Linked DNA regions of Sus scrofa: all the other regions are linked to region 2. A link is a contact called in public HiChIP or PLAC-seq data. All regions are on one chromosome and are shown on one strand. Each heading gives the region's core, a stretch centred on a gene start, on an enhancer-like site or on the middle of the called end of the contact. The rest is flanking DNA. Distances are from core to core; before and after follow the strand shown. Region 1 overlaps MTERF1 (transcription termination factor 1, mitochondrial). Region 2 overlaps MTERF1 (transcription termination factor 1, mitochondrial). Region 3 overlaps MTERF1 (transcription termination factor 1, mitochondrial).

Region 1 (2,700 bases), core at 43-2,542, 240 kb before region 2:
CCCTTTCTCCCCTGCTTCTGTCTCTGTCTCTGTCTCTCTGTGTGTTTCTTTCTCTCTGCTGTGATTTCCCACATTAGCCACTGTCCATTTCTTTGATTCCTTCTTGGCAACAAGAGTTACAGCACCATTATGCAGCAAGCAGTCCTGCTTCCCTGCTACCTTAAAATAATAATGTTTCATGGTGACAAATGGATATAGTTAACAATGAAAGTAAAATGCTTAGCAGGCAGGGGTGCGACCAGGTCAGATTTATCTGCCTGGCAGAAACAGAGTATCCTGAGATTCCCTAAAGAAAGGAATATATGTGTGAGGGTAGCTGGTAGTGCTTGCTAGGTGGACCCTGCTGCTGTTTTATTTTTAATTTAGCTTCCATAAATTGCAAGAATAATTTCTCAAAAGCAGAAAAATAGTTATTTTTTATTTACTCAGGTTTTGTTATTGTCTTAGGAAACTTAACTTTAGCAGATTTTAAAATCTGATTTTACATTTGCTGTTTTTCTTTGATAAAAAGTTAAAACCCAGAATAAGACAATCTTAATTAATGCAGATAAATAATCCTTTTTGTGCTCAGTGGCTAAAGTTTCTATGTTGTGTTGAAAAAGGCCCAATTAAAGTGAAAAAAATTGATTTTTTTTTTCTAGACTGCCTTTCTACTACTGAGAGGAAGAAAAACCCCTAGTATCCAAAAAAAAAAAAAAAAATCTCCCCATCAAAAGCCGTTTGCATGCACACATGTGCATGTCTGTTTTGCACACTGCACATGTGCCTACCCCGGGTACAGAGGGCTACTCTAGCAGCAGAACATGTGGGGTGTGTATGTCTGAAAGTTGGCTTGGTTGTGCGCATGGAAAGAAGAACTCAAGAGAGGGAGGTGAAAACCACACCAGCCTAAATCAAAAGCAACTGTTGTGCCATAAGGAAAGCAGGCAGACCTTGCTCTGTGCATACGCCGCTTTTTCTTTGCCGCCCAGACTGATCTTTGAAATAAAATAAAGAAGCATGGCAAACTAACTGAAACATAGGTAGAAATAATATATTTGGGTTTCAGAAAGGAAAAAAAAAATAACCTGGCAGAGCTTGAAAGGCACCCATTTCATAACAACACATGTGCAAAGAATTACAATAATTGCAGTGCACACATCGGTAACAGACAGAGTGAACAATGAATATTAAAAACACATTCCTAGAGCTGGACCTGTGGCTTGGCAGCAACGCACAATGTGGAGACCTGCGCAGGAGTCAAAGGCAGGCTCTTGGCTTCCAGAGCTGTCAGGGCTTGGCAGGAGCTGAGGAGGAAAGAGAAGGGAGGACGGTGGCAGCAATTGTCTCTGTCACTGTGACTTCTGTCTCCCCCTGACAGAGCCCTAGGGTGGCTTCAGGAGGGTTGCATGAGGAAGTCAGCTTTCAGTCCTTTGGGGCTCTGGTTCAGAGCTGAACTTGAGCCAGGCAGAGAAGGAGGGGCGATGGGGAGAGAAAAACAAGACCAGAGGACAGACAGAGGTAATGGTGGGAGCATCCAGACAGTGCCCCGGACGAGTGGCCCAGACTCTCGCTCAGGGCTTGCCTCTAGCAGGATCCAGCACAATGGACTGCACTGCTGTGGAGATGTAACTGGGAAAGTGTTTTTCTTCCATGGATTAAATACATAGATCTGTCTTTTTCCCTTCAGTATTTACTATGCGGTGGCATTAAAGTCAGCAGGGGGATGAATTCTCCTGGTAGTATGTTCCGCAGGCTTCAAAGACACAGTAACCAAACATTCAAGGTACACAAAGATCTTTTCACTGTGAATCCTTTCCATTGTCAGTAAAAGACAAAGGGCCTCTCTTAAGTACAGCTTGGTTACGATTCTTCAGATTTTGCCTTTTGCCATTGGCAGGGAATTGACTGTTGTATCTCTTCACCTTTGGCAAAGAGAGAGGCCAGAGGGTGAGAAACTCTAACCAGAGAGTTTGGTTCACACACTGGGAGCCCAAGCCTGAGGATTCTTAACCTGTGGGCCAGGAACATCCAAGAGGTTGGTGAGGTAGAATTCAGGGAGGTTTATAAACTTGGATGGGAAAAAAACAACTTCTTTATTTTTGCTGATCCCTGAGATTCAGCATTCCTTTAATTACAATTGTAGGAAACAAGCCATGGTAGTAATACTTATGACTTTGTCACAAGTTAAAATCAGAGTTATTTTCATGTCATTTCACTGTTGTTTCAAATATCTTTAATTATTATTTATGTTCATCACTACTAAGAATTTTGGTAATTATTAGACCTGCTACAAGATCTTCTTATTTTATACATTAGTTAATAAGTTGTATAGTAGAATGAAATACTTGGATAACTATATTTTAATATATTGGTTTCCCTTGACATGTTATGTAGTATGTTTTATTCTTTTTAAAAAGATTATTCTAAGGAGGGTCTATAGGCCACTTGGCTTCACTGTAGAGGGCTCCATGCACACACAATACTTCCCTGGAAAAGGATCCGGCCCCCAAAGCAGTCATGAGGAGCTCGGTCCTCCAAACAGTGATTTCGTAGTGGGCCAGCCTAGGGCGTGTCTCTAAACATACGGGGGTGGGGGGTGAAGGCAAAGGCAAACATATGTCTCCAGACACAACACTGAGGACTCAACAAAGGAATTTCTTACTTATCCACTCTTTAGATATGCTCAACAAACCTGAACATTTGCAAGACCAAAGTTTG
Region 2 (2,717 bases), core at 80-2,579:
CACTTCATGCCGGCTGCCAGGAACCAGGTGAGCGACAAGATCACCCACCAGATGGAGCTGGCCATGCTGAAGAAGTAGAGCATCATGAAGAGGATGGTGCAGCCCTCCTTCTTGGTGCCCTGCGCCACTGTACGCGCCCCGTCCTCGGAGAACTTGTCGTTACACACCACCCGGTCCTCCAGCAGGAAGCCGGCGATGTAGGCCACGGCTACTGCAGTGTAGCAGCCCGACAGGAAGATGATGGGCCGCTCTGGGTAGCTGAAGCGCCGCATGTCCACCAGGTACGTGAGCACGGTGAAAAGGGTGGAGGCGCAGCACAGCACTGACCAGATGCCGATCCAGGTGCGCGAGAAGCGCAGCTCTTCTGGCCCAAAGTACATAAGCCCGTACACCTTGGTCGGCTCGCAGGGTGCGCCGCAGTCCTTCTCCCCCAGGAAGTGGTAGTTGAGGTAGGAGGGCACCTTGAGGGCGCGAGGGCACGAAAACTTGCCTCGCTCCGACGCGCCGGCGCCCCCCGGGAAGCCGCCACCCCGGTGCCCTCCGCCGCCGTGTTGGGGGTTGCTGGTCCAGAACTCAGGCAGTAGCGAGGGCGTAGGGGTGCCCTTGTCCGAAGTGTTCTGGCCCACGCACAGCTCGCCGGCGCCGTGCACCGGGAACTTCTCGCACTTGAGCGTGTCAGGCCACTGGAAACCGAACTTGTTCATAAGCGCTTCGCAGCCCTGGCGCGCGCGCTCGCACAGGGAGCGGCAAGGCGGCAGAGCTTGCTCCAGCACAGTGCACACGGGCGCGTACATGGAGCACAGGAAGAACTTAAGCTCTGCAGAGCACTGCACCTTCACCAGCGGGTAGAACTGGTGCACCTCGAGGCCCGCATCCTCCTGATTCGTGTGGCCCAGCAGGTTGGGCATGATGGTTTGGTTGTACGCGATGTCCGTGCACAGCGGGATGGAGATGGGCTGGCAGTAGCCGTGGTCCGGTATAGAGATGCCCCTCTCGCCGTTGTACTGCTGCCCGCTCTGTTGCTGCTGAGGCGGCGGGGGCTGCTGCCCCGGCCCGGGCCCCTGGCCGGCTGCCTGCGCTCGGACCCCCAGCAGCAGCGGAGCCTCCAGCAGCCAAAGCAGTAGGAGCAGCCGGAGCGCCAAGCGTCCGGAGTCAGCCGGGGGGCGGCGGAGGCTGCCCGCGTACCCGCTCCCTTCTGCCCCCGGTCCCGTACGGAGCGCCGCGGAACAAAGTTCCCAGCTCGCGCCGCCGGGGGCGGCCGGGTACTTCTTAGGCGCCTCCTCCTCAGCCATACTTTCTCGGCTCCTTTCTTGGCGCCGCTCGGCTGGGGCTGGCGGTGGCGCGGAGAGCGGCTGCTCCCTCTGCGGCCGGGGCGATCTCCTCCCCTCCGGTGCCCTCCGTCGAGCCCGAGCTGCGCTCGGCCCGCTCCGCCGGCTCCCGCTCCACGTCCCGCAGCCGCCGCCGCCGCGGAAACTTGCGATTCATGAAGCGCGGGCAGTGGGGAGAGCCCTGGTGGCTCGGGCGCGCAGGGGTCGCGTCCCGCCTTCCTGGCCCTCGGCTAGCTGGCTCCCGGCTGGCGGCGCCGCGCTAGTGGCGGCGGCCGGGCAGAGCGCGCAACTCTCGGCAGCCCAGCGGCCTCGGCTCCCCCCAGCGCCTCCGCCTCCTTCTCCGCCGCCGCCGCCTGACCATTTGTGTCAATCCCTCAACTCGCTTGCTCTCCTCTCCCTCGCGCGCCCTCGGACCGGTTTCCAGGCGCCCCGCAGTCTGTCTTTCACCGGGAGGGAGGAGCCTTGAAACCGACGCGGAACTGGAGGCTCAGGGACCGTCGCCCAATCGCTGCTCTGCCTTCCCGGCGCAAAGGGTGCCTGCCGCCAGATTCCCAGAGCGAAAGTCCGCGGCTGGCGGGAGGAGGAGGAGGCGGGAGGAGAAGGAAGTAGTAGTGGTGGCAGAGGCACCGTACGGGCACAAAGAGTGGGGTTTGCTGTGAAGCGAGACAGGCTTGGTTGCTTTTGCTTTCACGGAAGAAAGGGCGAAGAAAGTAGGAGAATGGTCCCATGTGCTGCTGGAGATAAAGAAAAAGAGTCGATGGACCTCGGGAGTTAGCTTTTCTTTTATCCGTTTTCGTATTTAAAAATCCTGCTCTTAACGCTGGTTACAAACAGCAAGCCAAGAGCTTCGATCAGAACAGATACCTTTAACTTAAGGAACGCACGGCTTCCTTTGAGTTTTTATCTGTCGAGGTTTTGTTGAAATTCTTTCTGTAATAAATCCTAGAGCCCTCCGCCCCGGCTTGGCGGGCTTGGGACGCGCCATTTCCCCCAAGGAGAAGTTCTCGGGATCGCTGTCAAATGAAGAAAAACAACCACCACCAAACACAAACTTTGATGGAATTTTAAAAGTAAAGCCAGATATACCGTACGCTACTGTTATCCGTTCTGTAGTCAAACTCCTTTTTTTCCTCTTTATCAATCCAGAAACAGAAGCAAAGGGAAACGACCCATAGAATATTTAGAGAGAAAAACTTGAGAACCCGAGGTCCTCAAGTGGACCGAGGTGGTTCGGGGCCGAGCTGCACTTGCAAGTAGCCTAGGCCCTTCCTGGGTTACTAAGACCCTTCCAAAGCAGGGGCGCCCATAACTCTGGGGGAAATCCTGGGAGGGTCAGACTTTGGCCAGTTGGGTGCCACAGGCAGGGCTGCAGACTGATCTTTCACTCAG
Region 3 (2,700 bases), core at 79-2,578, 200 kb before region 2:
TTTTAATTCACCAATATGTTTACACACAGCTGCATGCAATACCCTTGATTTTCCTCATACCATCTGCTGCCTGAGTCATCCCTTGAAGGCCAAAAAAACATAGAACAAAAGGAGCATTGGGAAATGGGGCAAGGAGGTGTGGAAAGTGGACAGGAAGAGGTGTTTAAGGGAAATGGTGCACATTTGCAGATGTCGCAGAGATTTATTTCTTTTTCTATGGGGATTTACTCTAGTGACCAAACTCTGCTTTCAGGATTTTTTCCAAAAAGCTCTTGGGGTATTTATCATTTGCTATGGGGATTGTTTTTTTGGCAGAACTTTACTTTTTTTTTCAGATTTTTGATTCAGGTTTTAGACTCGAACTATTAAGAGGAGCAACACCTTGACATTACGGGGAGAGAGAAAGTTTAAAGCTTAGAGTGGAGGAGGGAATCGTCAAAATAATTTTTTAGGTACCTCTCTCAAAACCATCATTTCTTCCACTCCTTGCTCTTGGAGCAACCACATCACGGGAATGAAAAGGGTGGAAGCCTCAGACCCTCTGTGTGGTGAGGAAATGTGGGTGAGGTGAGCTCTTGACATATATTTTAGGCCACATTTTGGCACCAGTGCCCAGACAACAGGTCCTGTGTGTTCCTGAGGGAGCATCCTCAGTGGTAAGCCTTTGAGAGTCATCAACCTGCAAGGAAGCTCTTGTAAGAACTATATTCCTAGGAAACAATAAATCCTTACTGATTGATTCCAGACCACCATTCCTTTCCCAACCAGAGATGTAAATTTTTCTTAAAAATGTTTTTGAAGATAGGGAGTGCTTGGAAGGGTTTAAAAGAAGGGAGTCCTTAAAAATTTTTTTGTCAGGTTATCTATTTTAGAGATAACTATGCCATAAATGTGCTTTTGGGACACTTTTGTTTGAGTACCATACAGAGAAATATAGGATAGTAATTATCATTAACCTTAAACTAGTAGAAAATCAGGGGACAGAAAGAGAGCTCATTGGGAAATGAGTCATTTCCGAGTAATTTCCATTTAGTAAAATTAGAGTCACTGAGCTAGTAAACAGGTATTTATAGAGAGCTGATGAAGAGTAAGAGAAATCTGAATTCTGTCCTCCAATTAAAAGTATATTCATTTAGCCGGGGTACTACTAGTGAGGTTTGCAGACAGATAGCACAATTTCATTGACTTACACAAGAAAATTTTTTTTTCCCATATAATAGTGGATATAAAAGCCAAAGGGTTGAAGGCACAGTTGCTCCACTGTTATTCAGGCACCAGACTCAACAGCTCCACTATCATTAGCCATGCCTTCCAAGGACACCCTGGACAAAAATACAAGCCAATGGATTGGGGAAGGAGAGAGTGCTTCAGACACATAACACTTCTGCTCATATTCCACTGAGCACTCATCATTTGGCCCCACACAAAAGGGCATAGGGCTGAGAATGTAGCCCCTGGTCTGGCAGCCGCTCCAGGCTAAAATGCTACCCTGGAAGGGGGAGCTTGAACCCACTGGGAGACAGCCAATTTCTCCATGAGAAGAATTAGGAATTGTGTTGAAAGGGAGGAATCAATGAAGTCAAGCTGATAAAACCATTTTTAGAGTTCTGGGTCTCCCACTCACCAGCTGGGTGATTTAGTTTCTTTGATCAACAGTCTCCATCTACAAAGTCAAGATCATAATAACAGCTTCCAGGATTGCAGTGAGAACTAAATACAACACTAAGTACGAAGGTCCTCATAAATGAGAAAGGTCTGCCTGGAACTCCTGCAGCTGTAGCTAAGCAGAGTTGACTTCTTAAAATTAGATTTACTATATATTTTTGAAGGCTTACCATTCAAGTCACTGGCTAATTCAAGACTGAAGAAAATGATATGTTTCTTGAGCTTATATTGTGTTTCTTAATTATTACACACAGAAAGGATAGTGTGTTTTTAAAAGTGTAATTTGGAAATTTGGGGGTAGAGTAATGGAAAGAAAAAAAAAAAAGCCTGGATTCTAATTGCACCTCTGACCCTGGCCAGCTGACTGACCACAGTCCAGTCACTGCCTCTGTCTGGGCTCTCATTTCCTCAGAGGCAGAAAGAGAGTGGTTAGCTAAGCGGTCCTTTCCCAATCAGGAATGAGATATTCTGAGGAGGAAACTCATCTAAATGACTCATCCACATTATCAGATTATGATCATGAGGAGGCCACTGGAGAAATAACACCCAACTTTTATAATTTTAGAGGCAATATTTTCACAACTTGAGCAAAGAAACAATTCATTTTCTAGCCTCTTTCCGAAATGACTTTATTACTACCTCTAGACAGGGCAAATGTTCCAAAACTGTATCATTGGCCTCCAAATTCTCTCTCTTGTCTTTTAGATTTTTCTTCTTGAGCTAATATGGGGCAAATGATGTGTAAAATAGAGATATGACTAAGTAGATGTGATTGCAATGGTGAGTGAGCATGAAATTTTAACCAAAAAATCCCTTTATAAGTTAGATATAATTGGAAAGAAAGATTTAGACCAGACAGTTTTAGGTGATTGAAATGAACTGATTTCCATGTTAAGATATGAACAGCCACACAGTTTAATTTCTTCTCTAGACACTGATACAAAGCTTTGGGTTCAGAGGTTAAGTAACACTCACAGCAGTTCCCTGATCCTAGCAGACACTGAATAGTTGATGACAATAGTGAAATATGTCAAC

What was found. HiChIP or PLAC-seq counts read pairs in DNA pulled down with a chosen protein or histone mark.
Region 1: an H3K27ac HiChIP or PLAC-seq map of skeletal muscle shows a contact between it and region 2, with 3 times the contacts expected there. The contact joins two enhancer-like sites. A contact is called at or near these places in 2 of 5 promoter capture datasets (fetal skeletal muscle and liver) and 1 of 2 datasets of contacts at active chromatin or transcription factors (skeletal muscle).
Region 3: a contact with region 2 is called in an H3K27ac HiChIP or PLAC-seq map of skeletal muscle. The contact joins two enhancer-like sites. A contact is called at or near these places in 1 of 5 promoter capture datasets (fetal skeletal muscle), 1 of 47 Hi-C or Micro-C datasets (embryonic fibroblasts) and 1 of 2 datasets of contacts at active chromatin or transcription factors (skeletal muscle).

What each region holds. Positions count from the first base shown.
Region 1 is chr9:71,588,718-71,591,417 of Sscrofa11.1, reverse strand. All of the region lies in intron 3 of MTERF1 (transcription termination factor 1, mitochondrial), which reads left to right. Among named protein-coding and RNA genes, the nearest start is that of FZD1, 240 kb to the right of the region's middle. Within about 2 kb of position 1,292, at least 12 of the 83 cell types and tissues checked have an H3K27ac peak or open chromatin away from gene starts, as enhancers often do. A contact at or near this core is called in skeletal muscle, where this site is marked.
Region 2 is chr9:71,348,748-71,351,464 of Sscrofa11.1, reverse strand. The region is part of intron 5 of MTERF1 (transcription termination factor 1, mitochondrial); the gene reads left to right. FZD1 (frizzled-1) reads right to left here. Exons shown (of 1, transcript XM_021102361.1): 1 at 1-2,717. The coding sequence starts at 1,292. Among named protein-coding and RNA genes, the nearest start is that of FZD1, 3.1 kb to the right of the region's middle. Within about 2 kb of position 1,329, at least 36 of the 83 cell types and tissues checked have an H3K27ac peak or open chromatin away from gene starts, as enhancers often do. A contact at or near this core is called in skeletal muscle, where this site is marked.
Region 3 is chr9:71,550,924-71,553,623 of Sscrofa11.1, reverse strand. The region is part of intron 3 of MTERF1 (transcription termination factor 1, mitochondrial); the gene reads left to right. Among named protein-coding and RNA genes, the nearest start is that of FZD1, 210 kb to the right of the region's middle. Within about 2 kb of position 1,328, at least 6 of the 83 cell types and tissues checked have an H3K27ac peak or open chromatin away from gene starts, as enhancers often do. A contact at or near this core is called in skeletal muscle, where this site is marked.